Regions from separate parts of the Mus musculus genome. Here regions 2, 3, 4, 5, 6 and 7 are each linked to region 1. A link is a contact called in public Hi-C, HiChIP or PLAC-seq, capture Hi-C and promoter capture Hi-C data. All regions are on one chromosome and are shown on one strand. Each heading gives the region's core, a stretch centred on a gene start, on an enhancer-like site or on the middle of the called end of the contact. The rest is flanking DNA. Distances are from core to core; before and after follow the strand shown. Region 1 holds the start of Prkab1 (protein kinase, AMP-activated, beta 1 non-catalytic subunit). Region 2 holds the start of Fbxo21 (F-box protein 21). Region 3 holds the start of Svop (SV2 related protein). Region 4 holds the start of Rfc5 (replication factor C (activator 1) 5). Region 5 overlaps Wsb2 (WD repeat and SOCS box-containing 2). Region 6 overlaps Vsig10 (V-set and immunoglobulin domain containing 10). Region 7 holds the start of Vsig10 (V-set and immunoglobulin domain containing 10).

What was found. Promoter capture Hi-C pulls out the DNA fragments that hold promoters and counts their contacts. Hi-C and Micro-C count contacts between places; a contact is called where the count stands out from the background. HiChIP or PLAC-seq counts read pairs in DNA pulled down with a chosen protein or histone mark. Capture Hi-C pulls out chosen DNA fragments and counts their contacts.
Region 2: a contact with region 1 is called in an H3K4me3 HiChIP or PLAC-seq map of pro-B cells, with 17 times the contacts expected there. The contact joins the promoter of Fbxo21 here to the promoter of Prkab1 in region 1. A contact is called at or near these places in 2 of 39 promoter capture datasets (both in liver) and 4 of 115 datasets of contacts at active chromatin or transcription factors (astrocytes, embryonic forebrain, large pre-B cells and 1 more).
Region 3: a promoter capture Hi-C map of liver shows a contact between it and region 1, with 2.7 times the contacts expected there. The contact joins the promoter of Svop here to the promoter of Prkab1 in region 1. A contact is called at or near these places in 2 of 39 promoter capture datasets (liver and pre-B cells).
Region 4: a Hi-C map of CD8 T cells shows a contact between it and region 1, with 5 times the contacts expected there. The contact joins the promoter of Rfc5 here to the promoter of Prkab1 in region 1. A contact is called at or near these places in 7 of 39 promoter capture datasets (the 3T3-L1 cell line, the C10 cell line, hippocampal neurons and 3 more), 1 of 15 datasets of contacts at CTCF or cohesin (large pre-B cells), 7 of 484 Hi-C or Micro-C datasets (CD4 T cells, CD8 T cells, the G1E-ER4 cell line and 2 more), 9 of 115 datasets of contacts at active chromatin or transcription factors (the 230-238 cell line, the SCID.adh cell line, embryonic forebrain and 5 more) and 1 of 9 other capture datasets (adipose tissue).
Region 5: a Hi-C map of the AML12 cell line shows a contact between it and region 1, with 2.7 times the contacts expected there. The contact joins the enhancer-like site here to the promoter of Prkab1 in region 1. A contact is called at or near these places in 2 of 39 promoter capture datasets (hippocampal neurons and liver), 1 of 15 datasets of contacts at CTCF or cohesin (large pre-B cells), 4 of 484 Hi-C or Micro-C datasets (the AML12 cell line, the G1E-ER4 cell line, bone marrow-derived macrophages and 1 more) and 7 of 115 datasets of contacts at active chromatin or transcription factors (the 230-238 cell line, astrocytes, embryonic forebrain and 3 more).
Region 6: an H3K27ac HiChIP or PLAC-seq map of differentiating embryonic stem cells shows a contact between it and region 1, with 5 times the contacts expected there. The contact joins the enhancer-like site here to the promoter of Prkab1 in region 1. A contact is called at or near these places in 2 of 39 promoter capture datasets (hippocampal neurons and liver), 1 of 484 Hi-C or Micro-C datasets (liver) and 12 of 115 datasets of contacts at active chromatin or transcription factors (the 230-238 cell line, T-cell acute lymphoblastic leukemia, astrocytes and 8 more).
Region 7: a contact with region 1 is called in a capture Hi-C map of embryonic stem cells, with 4 times the contacts expected there. The contact joins the promoter of Vsig10 here to the promoter of Prkab1 in region 1. A contact is called at or near these places in 4 of 39 promoter capture datasets (the C10 cell line, hippocampal neurons and liver), 2 of 15 datasets of contacts at CTCF or cohesin (large pre-B cells and pro-B cells), 3 of 484 Hi-C or Micro-C datasets (the G1E-ER4 cell line and adipose-derived mesenchymal stem cells), 9 of 115 datasets of contacts at active chromatin or transcription factors (T-cell acute lymphoblastic leukemia, astrocytes, embryonic forebrain and 5 more) and 3 of 9 other capture datasets (adipose tissue, embryonic stem cells and liver).

What each region holds. Positions count from the first base shown.
Region 1 is chr5:116,023,167-116,025,693 of GRCm38.p6, forward strand. Prkab1 (protein kinase, AMP-activated, beta 1 non-catalytic subunit) reads right to left here and starts at 1,262. Exons shown (of 7, transcript NM_031869.2): 1 at 925-1,262. The coding sequence starts at 1,083.
Region 2 is chr5:117,975,510-117,978,036 of GRCm38.p6, forward strand. It overlaps Fbxo21 (F-box protein 21), which reads left to right and starts at 1,261. Exons shown (of 12, transcript NM_001346588.1): 1 at 1,261-1,530; 2 at 2,349-2,484. The coding sequence starts at 1,292.
Region 3 is chr5:114,090,115-114,092,641 of GRCm38.p6, forward strand. Svop (SV2 related protein) reads right to left here and starts at 1,266. Exons shown (of 16, transcript NM_026805.1): 1 at 1,038-1,266. The coding sequence starts at 1,072.
Region 4 is chr5:117,387,766-117,390,292 of GRCm38.p6, forward strand. It overlaps Rfc5 (replication factor C (activator 1) 5), which reads right to left and starts at 1,258. Exons shown (of 11, transcript NM_028128.1): 1 at 1,152-1,258; 2 at 104-168. The coding sequence starts at 1,213. Gm15728 (predicted gene 15728) reads left to right here and starts at 1,357. Exons shown (of 2, transcript NR_166496.1): 1 at 1,357-1,520; 2 at 2,389-2,527.
Region 5 is chr5:117,363,791-117,366,317 of GRCm38.p6, forward strand. The region is part of intron 2 of Wsb2 (WD repeat and SOCS box-containing 2); the gene reads left to right. Among named protein-coding and RNA genes, the nearest start is that of Wsb2, 7.7 kb to the left of the region's middle. Within about 2 kb of position 1,266, at least 40 of the 459 cell types and tissues checked have an H3K27ac peak or open chromatin away from gene starts, as enhancers often do. A contact at or near this core is called in the AML12 cell line and liver, where this site is marked.
Region 6 is chr5:117,347,263-117,349,789 of GRCm38.p6, forward strand. It overlaps Vsig10 (V-set and immunoglobulin domain containing 10), which reads left to right. Exons shown (of 10, transcript NM_001033311.3): 7 at 1,033-1,143. It also overlaps the pseudogene Gm15727. Among named protein-coding and RNA genes, the nearest start is that of Gm42012, 8.3 kb to the right of the region's middle. Within about 2 kb of position 1,264, at least 65 of the 459 cell types and tissues checked have an H3K27ac peak or open chromatin away from gene starts, as enhancers often do. A contact at or near this core is called in differentiating embryonic stem cells, where this site is marked.
Region 7 is chr5:117,318,003-117,320,529 of GRCm38.p6, forward strand. Vsig10 (V-set and immunoglobulin domain containing 10) reads left to right here and starts at 1,264. Exons shown (of 10, transcript NM_001033311.3): 1 at 1,264-1,501. The coding sequence starts at 1,441.

The DNA.
Region 1 (2,527 bases), core at 12-2,511:
TAGTAATGTGGGTTATGTAGCCCAGTTAGGGGGTGGGGGTGGGGGAGTGAAAGCGGAGTGAGCTGGCCAGGCAATTAGCCTGTTTAAGTAATGGGGATTAGTTGGCAACCCGGCAAGTAACAGAGACCAGGCTGGTGAGCGCCAACGTTCCTGAATGTAGTTTATTCTGAGCAATTAGCTTCTTTCCTCCTAGAATCACCAAATGCCCTTGGACTGGGGCCCTGTAGCCGGAAGCACTGGCCACCTCACTGTGGTTTTAAGAGAATGTGGCTCAGGCAGGAACTTTCAGCTTGGCCTGCAAAAATCTGTTTGCTCTGGTCTGCTTAAAGTCCAAGGCATTATTTCAGTAACGTGGGAGAGAAGTGGGGGTAATTAGCTGCTGGCTGGCGTTCAGAGTGACTCTCGGTCACTGACCTCCTCCAGTGGAATTGCCGGATCTAAAATAAAGTGAGCAGGGTGGACTGAAACTGTCAGAACCAAACACCTCTGGCAGTCAGCTAGTCAACTTCATTTCCAGCTTAACGTATGTGCTCCCGTTTTACCGCCAAAAAGAACACTAGAACTCCCAACCCAACTTTTGCAAAAGCCGGTCGGCCTGAAGTGTCTCCAAGCCGCGCAATCAATTACACCGAAGAGAAAAGTCGACACGGGTGCTCAATTACAGTTTAGCTCGACTCTTAATTAATTAAGGATCTCAAACGCGGTCCCTGAGCTGCTTTCTCCTTAATGATGTTCAACCAAGCCCAGGGTGACTCTCCTCCCATCGGTAATTAGGCACAAGTCCCAGAACGGCAAAGAGGGCTATGACAGAGCCACCTCCCCCGCCCCCCCCCAAGGTGTGACGCTGGGAATGTGGCGGGAACTACAGCAAAGGGGGACCCTCCCCGTGAGTCAAGAGGGCTCCGACGCCCCTCCACTCAGCACCTTGATCTCTTCGGAGTGGAAGATGTCGGCGTCTTCAGGGCTGTCCATGAGGATCTTGGGCCTGTCCCCATCCTTGGCGCCCCCGGAGCTGTCCCTCCGCGGCGTCTTGTGGCCCGCCTGCCGCTCCAGCGCGGCGCGCTCGCTGCTCGTGTTGCCCATGGCTGGGAATCTGCAGGGACACAAGGAAGCCGGAAAGGCCGGGTCGGACCCCCGGGGATCGCGAGTCACGCCCTCTCGGATCGCGCGCTCGCTCGCCCGCCGAGCTCCGCTTTACCTGGCTCGGGCGACCGCGACTGGAACTCCGAACAGAGCCGGAGCGTAACCTGACACTCCTCCCGCAACTCCCCTCCACCCCTTAGCCACTTCCGCTTCCGGCCGGGCCCAGCGAAGGAAGGAAGGAAGGGTGGTCACTGGGGATGGAGCGCTCTCGGAGTTAGGGTGACATCAGTTCCGTTTCCGCCTCTTCCCTGCTGCTCAGCGCGAAGCGGTCGCGGGTGGTTCGGGGCTGCCACCAGATCGAGCTTCGTAGCGGCCAGCGGGAGGCGCGAGCGAGCGAGAATGCCAGAATGCCATGGATGGCGCCGACCACCTCACTCCAAGTTGGTTACTCTCCAGTAACTCGAATTACGAAACGCGAAACCCACGGCGGCTTGGAGCAAGCGCTTGCTCTTGCAGAGTACCCGGGTTCGGGTCCTGGCGCTTCCATGGTGGCTCACAACTGTTTGCAGTTTAAGTTCCAGGGGATCCCGGCGCCCAAGGCGGTGCACACATATACGGGAGGGCAGAGCATTCATACACATAATCGTAAAAACAAAACAAAACAAACAAGAAGAAGAAAAGGGAAAAAAAGAGAAAGCGCCGGGCATTGGTGGCGCACGCCTTTAATCCCAGCACTTGGGAGGCAGAGGCAGAGGATTTCTGAGTTCGAGGCCAGCGTGTTCTACAGAGTGAGTTCCAGGACAGCCAGGGCTATACAGAGAAACCCTGTCTCGAAAAAACCAAAACCAAACAAAAAACAAAACAAAACAAAAGAACCTCACGTTTAAGTCTCTCCCGTAGATGCACTGGCTCTCACAATTGAATGTATTAGGACAACCTAGGGCTCCTTCAAAAGGAAGGCCTCTCCAGAGTGGCCAAATCGTAATTTCTGTCTGTAGACTAAGGATGGAGGATGCTGACCATCTTCCAGGTGTTTGAGAAAACTTAAAGACCTAAGATTTCTGGGAAATTGACGTTCTCAGTTGGGTTCTGTTGTTTGTTTCAAGTTGAGTGCCTATTGATAAGTCTTTTTGCAAGAGCCTTGGGGCTACATTGGCCACATTATGTGTAAAATGTATCAGGGCTTAGTGTTTCAGCAGAGGTACAGACTGCTGTAATAAAACGATCTCAGCTTCACAGTCAGCCTTTAAAGAAACAACAACAACATTGTCTTGTGGGGTTTGTTTGTTTGCTTTGCATTGGATTTTCTAGGTCATGTCTTACATTTACCCATACATATGTTTTGGTTTTTTTGTTATTCTGTTTTTGTGTGTGTTTTTTGAGACATGGTTTCTGTGTGTAACAGCTCTGGCTGTCCTGGAACTTACTTTGTAGACCAAGCTAG
Region 2 (2,527 bases), core at 11-2,510, 2.0 Mb after region 1:
AGCATTTTGGGAGGCAGAGTCAAAGGGATCAGCGGCTTGAAGGAGCCCAGTCACACAGAGGAGAGCTCCCCACGATACTTCGACCTGCTTCAAATCAGGACATAGATTCAGGGGTTACTACTATTCTCCACACCATCATAGAGCTAGAAATAGGGGTCCCCAAAAACAAATAGTATGCTTGCCTCAGTACCCAGTGGAGAGTGAGTCACCCGTGGAGAAGGCCAAATCACTTCCAGGAAGTGCTTGGTATAAGATAGCCATTTTCAACAGCTTAATTTTGGGACTATGGCATGGCTGTAAAGTGCATGGCTAACCGGCACCAAGCCCTGGGTTTCACCCCCGCACTACCACCTCTGAAGTACATCTTGGTGGTGTATGCCTTTAATACAAGCTATGGGAGGTAAAGGCAGGGGGGCCAGAAACTCAAGGTCCTTCTCCAATACATAATTCAAGACCAGAGTGGACTACATCAGACTCTGTCTCAAATTGCTTTTGAGATCGGATCTTAATATAGATAGCCCAACTTTTGATCTGCGTGCCTCGGTCTCCTGAGAGCTGGGAATTAGGAAGTAAGCCACCATAGTCATTTTTAACTTTTAGTTATTGTCTATGTGGACTCATGTCCCATCGAGAAGGTGAAGGCCAAAGGGCAATTTTGTTTTGTTTTGTTTTGTTTTTCGAGACAGGGTTTCTCTGTGTAGCCCTGGCTGTCCTGAAACTCACTCTGTAGACCAGGCTGGCCTCGAACTTGGAAACCCACCTGCTTCTGCCTCCCAAGTGCTGGGATTAAAGGCGTGCGCCACCACTGCCCGGGCAACCTCGATATATTTATTTTCGAGACAGGGTTTCTCTGTGTATCTCTGGCTGTCATGGAACTCGCTCTATAGCTGAGGCTAGCCTCGAACTCTGAGATCTGCCTACTTCCACCTCCTAAATGCGGAGATCAAAGGTGCCACCGCCTCCCCGAATTTGCGTGTCATCCTAGGCGCAGCATCCATGCAAATCTCTGCATCGTTCCAGTTTTAGTATCTGCGCTGCCGAAGACGAGCACCCAGCTATCATTTTTAAAAATGCCCCTGGGAGAATCAGGACGCGAAAGGACCATTTATCTCTGCAGCAGCAGCCAGCTCTCGCCTCTGGCTCTTCCCAGTCCTCCAAGCGGAGTGGGCGGGACCCCCTGGCGTGGGCGGGGCGTTCCCAGCCACTCCCCCTGAGGGCGTGGTACGGCTTCTTAGGCTCCTATCGCGCGCGCGCCCGCCCGCACAGCGGCCCCCTCAGGTACGCGGACAAGATGGCGTCGGTAGCGGGGGACAGCGCTATGGAGGTGGTGCCGGCGCTGGCCGAGGAGGCCGCGGCTGAGGCGACGGGCCCCAGCTGCCTGGTGCAGCTGCCGGGCGAGGTGCTGGAGTACATCCTGTGCAGCGGCTCGCTCACGGCGCTGGACATCGGCCGCGTGTCCAGCACCTGCCGCCGCCTGCGCGAGGTGTGCCAGAGCAGCGGGCAGGTGTGGAAGGAGCAGTTCCGGGTGAGGTGAGCGAGCATCCCGTTCCCGGGACCCGCAGAGCCCCTCGGCGCCGGGCCTCGCGTGGGGCCCCACCCCGCCACCCTCCGGGCCTCCGGGCCGCGCGCCGCCCTCTTCCCGCGGCCGCAGACAAAGGCCTGCCTGCAGCCCGGGGGGCCCCCTCCGGAGCTCCGATGGGGTCGCGGCAGCCGCCCGAGGCCGGGGCCTCCGGAGCGCTCCGCCCCGGGGGGCTGCGGCCTTCACGCGCCTCCCGGCTGCAGGAGGAGGCGCATCTTTTGTGGCCGCTGCAGGATGTTGACGTGCAGGCAAAGCAGCGGTGCGTGCATTCCTGGCTAGCTCCTTAGGATGCCGGCATCGGACCTGCCAGTCCAGCTCGTGACCTTGGGGGTGGAGGGGGTGATGTCGGTCCACCTCCCTTCTCCAGAGCCTGGGTCTCCTGGTCGGTGATGAGACCCCCCCTCCTTTTTTTTTTTTTCCCATTATGGGGAATCAAATAAGATGAGGCCCGGGTTTGCAGGGCCTGATGCTGAGGGAGGCGCGCCATCCACGAGAACCGTTAGCATCACTGTGATTGTGGCCAGCGCAGAGATTGGGGGGCGGAGGGGGGGCGGCGGCTACTGGTGGTAGAAACGCTGCCTTTCGTGTCGCCACGCCAAGGTCACTGCATCTGAGTAGTGAGGGAATGCATTGCATACGCTATGATTATTGCAACTAGAGCCTCTGCCAAGTCCACCCCCCCCCCCTTGCCCGCAGACTCCTCCGTGGTTTTTTGCAGTCTCTGCGGAGCTGAGAAAGGGTGTTTTCTCTCCCCCCCCCCCCCTTATAGGTGGCCCTCCCTGATGAAGCACTACAGCCCCACCGACTACGTCAATTGGTTAGAGGAATATAAAGTTCGGCAGAAAGCTGGGTTAGAAGCCCGGAAGATTGTAGCTTCCTTCTCCAAGCGGTTCTTTTCAGAGCACGTAAGCATCAGGCTTGGTCATGCTCTGTGTGTGTGTGTGTGTG
Region 3 (2,527 bases), core at 16-2,515, 1.9 Mb before region 1:
TTAACAGAAGCGTAAAAGTACAATTTTAATTCCTGAAAGCTGTGTAATGAAAAATAATTTGACCGAATTGAGAAGTAAATATGGCAACCCCCACAAACACTCAAGAGTCTCAGAGAGCCAGACCAGTCACACTAAAAGTCACTTGAGAGGGTTCCTCCGTGGCTTGAGGTTTGGGGGGGCACACCATTTTTAAAGTTACACATGCTAACAATACCCAGTCCTTCTCAACAGACCCAAGCAGAATTGACTTCCACCTGCCAGTTAAAAATTAAAACGGGAATCCTGGAATTTGCTTTAACAAAACACCATTGCTGTGGCAGGAAAGCTATCTGTAAATACCTCTGAAGGCCTCTCTGTCTTTTCCACTGCCTCTCTGTGGTTCCCACAAGATTCTCAGTGAAGTAGGTATCCCCAGAAATTTTCCAACCTCAAAGGAATGCATTCCTGGTGTGTCCAAGCCAAAGCATACTCCAGCTAGCTACCCCCCCCCCAACCTTTCATTCAGAAGACAAGAGTCTCAAGCCAGGACTCACAAGCCGTCTCATTCACGTGCTACACAAACAGCCTCTCCTCTAGGAAAGCATACGTGCTGTTTAGAAAGCAGTTTGCAACCTCACACCGTTCCTTTCCGAAAGACCTTGTAGGGGGGAAAAATCAGGAATTGCATAGTATAGGAGAAAGGCTGGAAAGGGACAGATGTCAGCCCTTGTCAATTCAGCCCACATTTCCAAACAGCATCCAATGCATTCTCACAGCCTAGACCTCAAACCCCCTTCGGGGTTGAGAGCGATTTCCAAGGGAAAACACAGAAACTAAGGATTCCCACAAGGTCCTGACAGATCTTGGGGGGGGGGGGGTAGGGAAATGAATGAGAAACAGAAGCTGGGCTGAGAAAATGGCTTGTCTCCTCCAGGCCCAATTCTTCCGTCTGTAACAGCATTTTCCAATCCAAGAGGCCGTGCGGGGATGCACCCCTGCAGGCTTTGCTCTTCTAAAGGGCGCCCTGCCAGCCTCCCTTCGCCCCCCGCGGTACTCACGGCAACTGCCTGAGCTGGAACAGATCCTCCTCCATGTCCGCGGTGCGCCAGGGCGAGCCTGGGCATGACCCTTACATGGTGGAGCAAGGGCCGGTGCTCCGGCTTTCAGCACCGGGATGCTGGACAGCTCTACCGCTTCCTCGCTGGGCAGCTAGCTGCTGGGGGAGGGAGCCCTGCCCGGGAGACAAAGCCAGCCGCTGCCACCGCCGGGAGACCGACAGGAGTGGGCGGAGGACGAGGGGAGGGCTGCGCGGTGGAGGGGGCGGGGCGAGCCCTGCTGCTCCCAGGAGCCCACGGTCCTCTGATTGGGGTGTCTGCGGGACACCCCGACCGTCCAGAAGAAGCCTCCCTCCCTGAGTATTTGTACGAATTGATTAATGTCCGTTTGATGTCCCGGAAGCTTAAGCTCTAGAACGGAGTATAGATTTCTGGAAATGTACTCCACGTATTACACTGCACCTATTAGGTGCCACCAGGCACTGTAGCACGCTGATGGCAGAACAGTTTGAAAAGATTGTTATCACAGAGCTGAGGGCCCAGAAAAGGATCCTGTTGGGTACTGAAGGCTAGAAGGCGGAAGGGTAACTCAGTTACTCAGCCAGCGTTGTGATCTTTGCGGCCTGTGATTCAGAAGTAAACAGCAGAGTCCCTGCCTTGATGCCCTTCCCTTTGAATGAAGATTCTCCACCCTCCCTTGAGCTCCTTGAATTTTCTCAAATGCATCTCAAGTGCCCAGAGGCATGTGCCTGACACATAAGAGCATGCTGGGTGAACATCCATCATGCCTGGGTGTGGTGGCACAGGAAGGGCGAAGCAGGAGGATCGTGAGTTCAAAGGCTGCCTGGGTTACCAGAAAGCTTGGGGACAGATGGGGCACATATCAAACCACATCTCAAAAGTTAAACAAGCCAGGCATGGTGGTACACAACTTGGATCCCCAGCAGTTGGAGACAGAGGCAGGTGAATCTCTGTGGGATCCGGGCCAGATAGGGCTACGAGGTGAGATGCTGTTGGGAGAGAGAGAGAGAGAGAGAGAGAGAGAGAGAGAGAGAGAGAGAGAGAGAGTTGTGCATAATCAGTTGACTCCATCCAAGACCATGAAGCCCCCTGGGTGTGGGTCTGCTGTCTGTACATTTAAATAGCTCCTCAGAAGCCTAGAGAACTCCAGGCTCTGGTGTGAATAAGTGGAGAAAGGAGAAAAATATTCACCTTCCAAGATGGTGACTTCCATGCTTCCCATGGACAAGAGCCATGACTGGATGGAGGATCACAGGGACAGAAGGAAGAGAGGAACGTTCTTTCCTAATGTTTTATAAGTTCTGTGTATGTGTGTGTACGTATATATGTTCATGCCTGTTGGGGGAGTAGGGTACCTCTAGAAGCCAGGAGAGGGTATTTGATTCCCTAGTCTTTGAGTTTCAGGCCCCTGATACAGGCCGTCTGGAAGAGCAGCAAGTGTTCTTAGCTGCTGAGCCATCTCTCCAGCCCCC
Region 4 (2,527 bases), core at 8-2,507, 1.4 Mb after region 1:
ATAAAGGCTCAGAGCATCCTCTAAGGGTCACCCAGCAGAGACATCGTCATCACGAAATGGACCCAACCCTCCACAAGGACAGCAGCAACAGACAGATACTTACTGGTACTCAGAATGTCCTGGTGAGAAATGAGATCGGCCAGGGTCTGTGGCCGGTACTTCTCAACCCTGAAATAGGATTCACCGTTAAGTTACAATCTATATACTCAAGCCATGTTCTGTTACATGCAAAGAAGCCCCTTCACATCCTAAGCAGCAGAGGAAGAGAAACCCTTCGCGTCTGAACAGAGCACTGGCTCTCACAACCAGGAGTTGTTCTGTCCCCCCAGGGGACATCGGTCAGGCCAGTTATCTGTATTAACTGTGCAATGGGTGTTAGCAGCATCTGTTGAGTAGGAGTCAGGAGGTTGCTAACATCCTCCAGTGGGCAGGACAGCTCCCCCTTGCCCCTCACCAACAGCGCTGAGACTGCGCAAACGGAACTCATACTCAAATACCTATAAGCAAGAGAACGGGCAATCCACTTATGATGTGGCTTTCAAGAGGGAATCGAGTGCTGAACCATGCTACAGAACAGAAAACCCTTGAGTTCGAGAAGCCAGACTCAAAAGGCCACACGGTCTGTGACTCCAGTCCTGAGAATTTAAATACCGTGTGGCCTGAGACAAGTCTTCCTCCTCAGGATAGACCAGAAGAAAAGAAAATGAAAGCATGGCTAGGCTTGCTTCATTTAAAACACCGCTAAGGTGCTGTAGGGCCATTCAGAATGCAGGCGCTGGGGCCCTGGGTGGAAGATCAGGTCCCTGCAAGTTGTCCTCTGACCTCCACCAGGGTGCGCTGCTACGGTCCCTCCCCCGCAAATAAAGAGGGGATAGAGTGCAAGCGCTGAATTCGGACACGAGTTCGAATCCAACCAAGCCTACCCACTCCTCCGTCCTCGGAACCTTTCTAAAGAAACCCAGGATCAATTTATTAGGGTCATCGGAGCGCAGAGGCGATGCTCGAGGACCCCGAGGATGGCTAAGCTGAGCTCAGAGCCCGTTCAGGTATGGAAGCGGAGGAGCGGCTGCGGCGCCAAGGCCGGGAGCGGGGAAGGATCTGCAAAGCTCCTAGGAGGAAGAGCGGGAAGCGGGATGTGGGGCCGCTCCTACCAGGGCAGGTTCCGGGCCCGGGCCGCCGCGGGCCGCTGCTGCGAAGGCGCGGCCGCCGTCATGACTGACAGATGCTGCGGGTCCCTGCCACTGACCCGCCGCACTCGGAGTCCGCGCGCAAACCAACCCTCGCGAGGCTTCGCCTCCGGCTTCCGGCTTCCGTCCCCCGGCCCGCCTCCTCCCCGTTGCTAAGGTGCTGGTTGCTAGGTAACCCTAGGCGCCGGCCTGCAGCGGAGTTACCGCCTGAGTCGGCTGTCTCAGCCTCCTCGCACGAGGTCCAGGGTGACCGCGCGCTGAAGCCAGAGCCACCGCGGGCCTCACCAGGGCCCGATCCTGTCAGTGCAGGGGCAAGCCGCAAGGAGCAGCAAGGTGTGTGGTCAGTGCAACCTCGGTTCCATAACCAGCAACACACACACAGAGACACACGTACATATACAGGTATGCACACAGTTACAAATATACATATACATACATCCCCATTCACATACATATAAACAGATATACGCCTGCACTCACATACACATACAGATACATACACACAAGTATACACAAATACACAGTTAATACGCATACATACATACATACATGCATACATATATACTCACATATACATGTATATCACACACATATATATACACACAGAACATACACATTCAATCATATATACACATAAATACAGTTACATATATACACATACATGCATACATATATTCATATAAATACATACAAACATTTGTGTTTTATACACACAAATGCATTTTCTCCTACAGTAAGAGGATTACAGACCAATTTTATTTATTTATTTGTTTGTTTGTTTATTTATTTATTTGATTAGTTTTGAGACAGGGTTTCTCTCTGTATCTTTGGCTATCCTGAAGCTCACTCTGTAGGCCAGGTTAGCCTCAAACCCAGAGATCCACCTGCCTCTACCTCCCAAGTGCAGGGATTAATTAAATGTGAGCTTCACCGTTTGCCTGGTGACCAATTTTATTTTCATCTTTAGCTTTTACTTTGAGCCAGGTATGCCTTTAATTCGAGTACTTGGGAGGCAGAAGCAGATGGATCTCTGTGAGTTCAAGGTCTACAGAGTGGCCTCTAGGACAGCTAGGGCTACATAGTGAGACCCTGTCTTAAAAACTCGAAAGAAAACTAACTTTAATTAATTTGTGTGTGCCTCGCTGCACATGTGGAGGCCATGTGCATCAATTTTCAAGAGTTGGTCTTCTTTCTTATGCAGACGTCCTGGGAATCGAACTTAGCTGTCAAGCTTGGCCGTTTGAATCGCAAGATCATCCTTGACTGCATATCCAGCTCATGGCCAGCCTGGTGGTGTACTTAACTACCTTTGGAGTCAAGCAGCTGCCATCTGGGGGAGT
Region 5 (2,527 bases), core at 16-2,515, 1.3 Mb after region 1:
GCCCGTGGCAGGGAGCTGGGCACTTTCCCAGGCTGCTCCCTACTCTTTGGGAGTCTTTTCCAAGATTAGGTGGGCAAAGTCTGAACAGCTGAGGGCTTGCTCGTGAGGACCGAGCACCCCACAGTCTGGACACAGGGAACCGGGTCTGTAGAGAGTGTGTTGGCCTGAATCTTTGAACAGCTTTATTGAGCTAGAAGTGATACCCCATACAGGTTGTCCACGTGAAATATATAGCACTAGCTGTGCTCGGTGATCCTGTAATCAGTACTAGGGAGCTGGAGGCAAGAGGACCACCAGGTGGAGGAGAGCCTGCACTAGGTGTAACTCCACCTCAAAGAAAATCTACAGAGCTGTGCACCTGCTACCAGAATCCGTTCTCGAGCACTGTCACTTCCTCAGAGAGACACCTGTCTCCATTGTCCTCCATGGCTTTGACCTGGCAACTACTGTGTTTTGTGCCCTCACTGTGGGCTCACCTGTCAAGGGCTTTTTACTTGGATGTTTCTGCATGGGACTCTCTCAACACAGCTACAAATAGTGCCTGGCTCTGTGTGTGTGTGTGTGTGTGTGTGTGTGTGTGTGTGTGTGTGTGTGTGTGTGTGTGTGTGTGTGCACGTGTGTACACGTGTGCGTGCGCTCACCACCGTTCACTTCTGTTTCCTGCGCAGTGACATTGTACTGGTGTGAGATGCCAGACTCAATTGACAGGTTTTTTTATTTTATTTTCTCTGCTCTGAATGTTTTTGGACACATCTGCGGAGGCGTGTGCGTCCAGTGTTGGACTGAGGGAGTGGAGGCTGTTTGTCACAGTGGTGGTACAGTTCTCTGTGACCTAGTTCTTCAGATTTGAAATTGGAGGCTTCCTTGAGACACTGGACACTGGTGGTCACTGTGTTCCTGCCTGGCTCTCCTGGTGTGAGGTGGAGTCTGATTTGCATTTCCTTCCTGCTACCTTCGGAGCCTTTTCCTGTGCTAATGGATCTCTGAGTCCTTCCTTCAGGGAATTCTTCCTCCTCCTCCGATCTCTGGCCATTTTCTAACTGGGTCTTTGTTTCCTTTCTGTTTGTTTTTTTTCCCCTTGGTTTTCTAACCTAGTTTGTAGTTTGCTGTGGTGCCAGTGTTTCTCCTGGTTGATGTGTCTTCCTTCTGTTCTGAGTTATTTATTTATTCAGTTGAGTCTGGATTGATCGATTGATTGAGCCTGTCTGCATGTAGTCATTGTACATTGTCTTCAGTTGGCACTGAACAGAGGCAGAGAACACAGAAGTACATCAGACTTGTTCTGGAGGCTCCTGGCATCTCTCCTCCGTGATGCTTAGGTACAGTTCGTGGGGAGCTGTTGCCTTGATACTGGTAATGCCACCAAGAGTCCTGCTTGTCCTGGGACAGCCCCACACTGCTGGGGAGGAAGGTATGAGTTACACAGTCCCTATTTCCTGGAACCTAACTCCCTCGAATCCTTGGACTGTCCAAAGTGGGGGTGGGGGCTCTGAGGTGACTGGTGGTGGGCTGCCTCCTGAGTGGCTTCACCCTGACAAGTGAGTTGGGTGAGGTTCTTCTATAACAGGAAGGGAAGGGCAGCGTCACTCACTATGGATGTGGTACATTTCCTAACTAGAGCCAGAGATTCTTTGTATCTGGGTTTGAGTCTAGGTTTGGCTTATTGTCTGAAAAGTCTTTTTGTTGTTGTTGTTGTTATTTTCCTCTAGAGTACTCTTACTCTCAATTACCTACATCATTGCAGGCAAGTACAGCCTTCTCTTTATAATCAGTAAAACTGGGAAGGGCTGTTGGAATGTTAGGGTTTTTTTCTGTGTCATTCACCAAAACAAGAAATGTATTCACTAGTGTGTTAAATGGGAAATCACTGGTCTGGGGAGGTAGCGCGGGTATTGAAGAATGATAGTCTGGTGTAGTGCAAGCAGATGACTTGTTTTCAAAGCATCTAGGCATGGCAGTGCCCCTGTCACTACAGCTGCTGGTGAGGCTGAGGCAGGGAGTAGCCCGAGCCACTGAGCCAGGCCCTGGGATAGGCTGCAGCTTAGCTCAGCGTGAGGGCCTCCTTCCTGAGCGTGTGAGTCTCTGGGTTCCATCCCTACTGAAAACAGTACAAACAGAAAAAGAAGCCACACCGCTGCGTGCGATCACGGCTGCTGTGTGCATGTATTATAGGTGCCGTATTACACGAGAGAGGCATGTACAGTAGAGCAGTATGTGACATGACCCATGGGACTGTCTCAGAAGCGAGTACACAGCTGTTCCTAGTGACTTGTTTACTGTGGTTAAAGTCTGGTTGGACAGTGAGGTATTCTGTCCTGTGCTGGACCTTGGACCAGGCCTCTGTGTAAGTGCCCTGTCACACAGCTATGGCCCCAGGCTGCATAGTTTGCATGTTTATTTAAACTTTCATATTTATTTAAAGCTATGCGTATTTATTTCTGGATCTCCTGTTGTGTCTTGCATTTCATAAGTTATTGGTACTGCCACCATCATATTCTTGCTAGGGGTATCTGACCTTGTCTGCTTG
Region 6 (2,527 bases), core at 14-2,513, 1.3 Mb after region 1:
CGGGATGGTTGAGCCAGTCGAGGTCCAGCTTCAAAAGTCTTGGGTGAGAAAACTCTTCCCAGGAATGATACAGCTCTACATGACAGGCACCCTGAGTCCCTCTTTGGTGAAATAACTTGTGCACGTTATTCCTCTGTGGGTAGGATCTCATAAATATTTCGGGGATGGCTAGGGTCTAAAGGCAGATGCTTTCTGTTGACTCAGCCTGGGATGTTAAGGATGCCTCATCTGCATGAGGAAGGACTTCAGGTGTTGTCCCCTTGTGACTGTCACAGTCCTCTCAGCGGGATGTCGTGGTCACGTGTTTCAGGCCAGGAATAGCTCTAAACACCTACTGTTTTCAATTATGAGAATTGCTAGGTGCCTTATTAGGGTTTTACTGCTGTGAACAGACACTGTGACCAAGGCAACTCTTATAAGGATAACATTTAGTTGGGGCTAGCTTACAGGCTCAGAGGTTCAGTCCATTATCAAGGCAGGATCATGGCAGCAGCTAAGCAGGCATGGTGCAGGCAGAGCTAAGAGTTCTACATTTTCATCTGAAGGATGCTAGCAGAATACTGGCTTCCAGGCAGTTAGGACTAGGGCATTAAAGCCCATGCCCACAGTGACACACCTACTCCAACAAGACCACACCTCCAAATAGTGCTACTCCCTAGGCCAAGTATTTTCAAACCATCACACTGGGGTTCCTGAATCCGCTCAACTTTACCTGGTTTTCTGTCTGGTGGCATGGTCCACTGCCCTGCAGTCCTGGTCCATTGATCACCATGTTCACTGTGGTACTAACGCCCACTCTGACTGGGGCCTTGGAAAGGACCTAGGGTCTGGTCCATAGAGTGCCCTAACTCTGCATTGTCCTTTGATGTTCTATGCTTGGTCTGACTCTGTAAATTCTATCTACCTGAGTTTGATTTTTGGAGGGGTTCTGTGGACATGAAACCAAGATGAGACAAGAGGTGGATTTGGCCAAAAGAGGGGAGAGGTTTTGGACGATCAATCGAAAAGGTTTGTGGCGTGATCTCTTCACAGAACCGCTGAACATCGGGGGCATCGTGGGCACTGTGGTGAGCCTCCTCCTGCTGGGACTGGCCGTTGTTTCAGGCCTCACTCTGTATTACAGCCCGGCTTTCTGGTGGAAGGGTAAGATCCCGTTGAGTTCCCGTGCTTAAGAAAAGGCTGTGGGCGGGGCTGGAGAGATGACCAAGCAGTGGGCGGGGCTGGAGAGATGACCAAGCGGTGGGCGGGGCTGGAAAGATGACCGAGCAGTAATGGGCGGGGCTGGAGAGATGACGAAGCAGTAATGGGCGGGGCTGGAGAGATGACCAAACAGTAAAGAGCATTAGCTACTCTCGCAGAGAATCAGCGTTTGATTCCTGGCACCCACATGGCGGTTCTCAACAGTCTGTAACTTCAGTTCTAGGCCATCCCAGACTCTCTCTTTTGGTATCGTTGAACACGGGTCGTGCATGTTGTGCACAGACAGACATCCCTGCAGGCAAAACGCCCGAACGCTTTAAAATGAACAAATAGAACTTTAAAAAGCTGTGGGTGGGAAGAAAACTCCGTGCCCAGCTTCCACCTAAATGCCCCATCTTCACCCCCCCCCCCATGGAAAACGTTAGCATTTAATTAACGTGGCTTTTAAGCCACCAGAACACAGGCACCTCCAACACCCTCAATCTTCTCTTCAGCTCTTCTGCTGAAGAATTTGGCCTTCACGATGACAGGTTGCTTAGGGAGCTTTCCCTTGCCCAGAACTTTGTAGTAGCCGATCGCACAACATCAATGATGGGAGCGGCTCCAGTCTTGTTTTTTGCCGCATTGACCCGCGTCCGCTTGCTGACCAACGTCCACAGTTTATCCAGGTTGACTGTTGGGCAGAAACTCTGGTTCCTCTTCAGGTGGTAATGCCTCATACCAACTTTCCCAAAGTAACCTGGGTGATATTTGTCAAAGTTGACCCTGCGGTGACGCATGCCTCCAGCATTCCCGAGGCCGCTTGCGGTGCTTACCGATGTGGCCGTGGCCGTGGCTCCCGTGGCCCCGGTGTTTCCGGGTCTTCCTCAGTCTGCATGGCATGGCGGTGGCAGAAAGGGAAAAGGGCGTGCCTCATCTTATAAAGCTGCGTTGCACACTGTGGGTGATAACGGGGCACTTAAGGAAGAGACACTTAGGATGTTTCTTAGATGGTCGTGCTTTGTCAGTGTTAATTTTTCTTTTTAATATTTAGCTATACCTTTATTATTGGCTCTGTATGTGTATGTGTTGTGTGCACGGGAGCGTGTGGTTGTGTGTGCCCGTGTGTGTCCATGCAGAGGCCGGAGCCTGACCTTGTCTTCCTTTCTGACTGCTGTACTGGCTTGAGACAGGGTCTGTGTGTACTGGATGCTCACCCCTTTGGCTAGGCTGGCTGGCTAGCAAGCTCCTAGGCTCCATGGGTCGCACACCCTTAATGATAGGGTCCCAGGTACATACAGCAATGTCTGGCTTCTTAGGCATTTGACTTTGATCTCAGGGCCTCAGG
Region 7 (2,527 bases), core at 14-2,513, 1.3 Mb after region 1:
GTCTCTGGTCTAAGGGTTGCAGGAACTCTGTGGTTAACTCAGCAAGTGCCCTGGGCCTGCTCCATGAAATTTCCCTCTCTGTGCACCATCAAGGTTCCAGAACATTCCAGAGTCTTAGCCACGATGCTTTCTACGATCAGCTTGTTGACTTAGGACTAGAAAGTTGGTCTGGAGCGCTCAAGTATCATCAAAACCAACTAACTTAAGATAGCCAGAGTGGCATGGTTGTACCTCTGATCCCAGCATGTGGAAAGTTGAGGCAGGAGGACTGCCTCAAAGGTAGAAGACTGAGTCAAATGCTGTGTCAAACTACCATGCACATTCATTTATTTAATATAGCCTAGGTGACAACTAGGTGCGTGGCCCTAAGGAGGCAGGGCTCGATCCGAATAAACTCCCTCGTGTTTATGGAATCAAGGCAGTTCTCTCTAGGAAACCTTACCTTAGGACAGTGAGGTTTTCTGTGATTTCTTTTTTTTTTTTTTTTTTTTTTTCCAATTTCCATTTTAGCCTTTTCTCCATATTTTACTTTGGTTTGGCGGTGCTGGAGATAGAATCCAGGGCTGGGCTCAGGCGCTATACCCCTGAATGTCATCCTTAGCCGTCCCAATATTTTATAAACTCACAAAAAGACTCGGAGAACTTGAGCCGAGGGACGCCCACCTCCCAGAGCCCACAGTGAAGATTCCACAGCGATGACTACATCCTTGTTTTGAACACGAAGTTTTCTCTCTGAGCCCTTTCAAGGGCAGATCCTCCCGAGGGCCCAGCTGTGGCGGTGTCCACCAGGACACAGAATCGGGATGCCAGAAAGCTGAGCCCGGAAATGTGGCGCTCCGGGGCTCTGCCAGGATGGGGGTTGGGGAGACCAAGAGGGTCTGCTGTGGGAGCACCTGAAAACGAAACTCGCTCTTCTCGTGTGGTCTCGACCCAAGTTCATTCGAGAACCCGAGTCTCGTGGTTGCTTTTGGCCGGACGGTCGCGGGATCATCTTTCCCTGGGCTCTGAGCGATGGCGGCGCTGTGGCCCGCCCCTGCACCGGAGAACCCAGATGACAAGCGCGATAGAGCCGCAGGGCTGGGACGTAGCCGGGTGCCCGGCAGCCCGCGCTCAGTGCAAGGCCGGGGAGTGCGTCCCGCAGCGGCGGGCCAGCGCTCACGGCCGCTACCTCCCAGGCCCCGCGGGACTGAGATCGTCGCACAAGGCCCTCCTCCCGGTCAAGGTGGAGGAAGTTGCCGGAGAGGCGGGAGGGGGCCAGCGGCTGTTGTTTTCCGCCAGTCGGGCGGGCTGGGCGCAGGGGCGGGGCGCGTGCCCCAGAGGCGATCGTCGGGGTTCGGCGGGAGCATCCTAGCCGGGGAGCCCCTCGCCGCTGGCCGGGGAGTCCTAGGAGCCCCGTGCACCCCGAGCTGCGCGCTTTCCCAGGAGTAGATCTCTGGAGCCATGGCCGGACTCCGCGTCCTGCTGTGCCTCGGGGCGCTGCTGGCCCGCCAGGGCTCCGCAGGTAAGGGACTTGCCACCCCCAACCCGGGGACCCTAAAGCCCCCGCAATAAACGTGCGGCAGGACCCACCGAGGGGCACGTGGAGGGGAAAGCGATCCCCCACCCCTTCCCTTTTCGTTGTTAACTCCGTGTTCTGGCTTTGCCCGCCGCATCGGCGCACCTCGCTGTAAGCTTCCATTTGTGTCCATCTCACTGTCTCCCCGCTTCCCAGATTGACCCGGCCTTACACCTGTAAATTACGGAGTTGCTTCCTTACGCCCTCCCGGAGTGAGTTTACCTGAGCCGACCCGTGCGTTCCAAGCCGCGCCTTTTTCCTCTTCCATTCCTTTTCTCTTCTCCTCTTACTTTTTCTTTTGAAGTCATTTCAGACTTGACCAAAGATTACCCCCCCCACCCCCGCCCCCCCCCGCTACGAGATATAGGTGGCGAATGGTCTTATTGTAGCTCATCTACCTAGCGTTGTTGCAGAAAAGTACCGCGCGAGGGGGTTTGGGTTGGGGGGTGGGAAGAGGCGCGCGCGCGCGCGTGCGGGGGGGGGAGTGTGCTTAGCAAAACATATAGATTAGAAAAGGATGTTTGAGTTTAACTCGCTCGCGAATTCCTACAGTGTAGGAACATTTCGATATGGGGTTGGGGTGGGGGAAAACAAACCCAGGAGGTGTGGGTAATTTCCAAACCCACCCCACCCACCTGCTAGCCTTGTACGTTTAGGAAGTAAGCTTTTCAGTCATCTCTGAGCTCCCTGGCAGCAAGGGGCAATAGTTCTTAACTATTATGCGCTTCGAATTCACTTAGCTATTTTGCTTTTATAACTTGTTTACGTGTAAAAATCAGTACCATTTCCCGTAACCTAGGTTTGCTTGACTATGTGGGAGGAAAACATTTGAAAGTTTGACAACACAGGCTGTCCCACTAGAGACTGGGCCGTGGCCTGTGTTATGTGGGACATGTGACCCCAAATTTGTTCCACTTTTTTCTTGCTGTGTTATCCCCCCGGTCTTTTTGGGCCATGGATTTTAAAAATTTC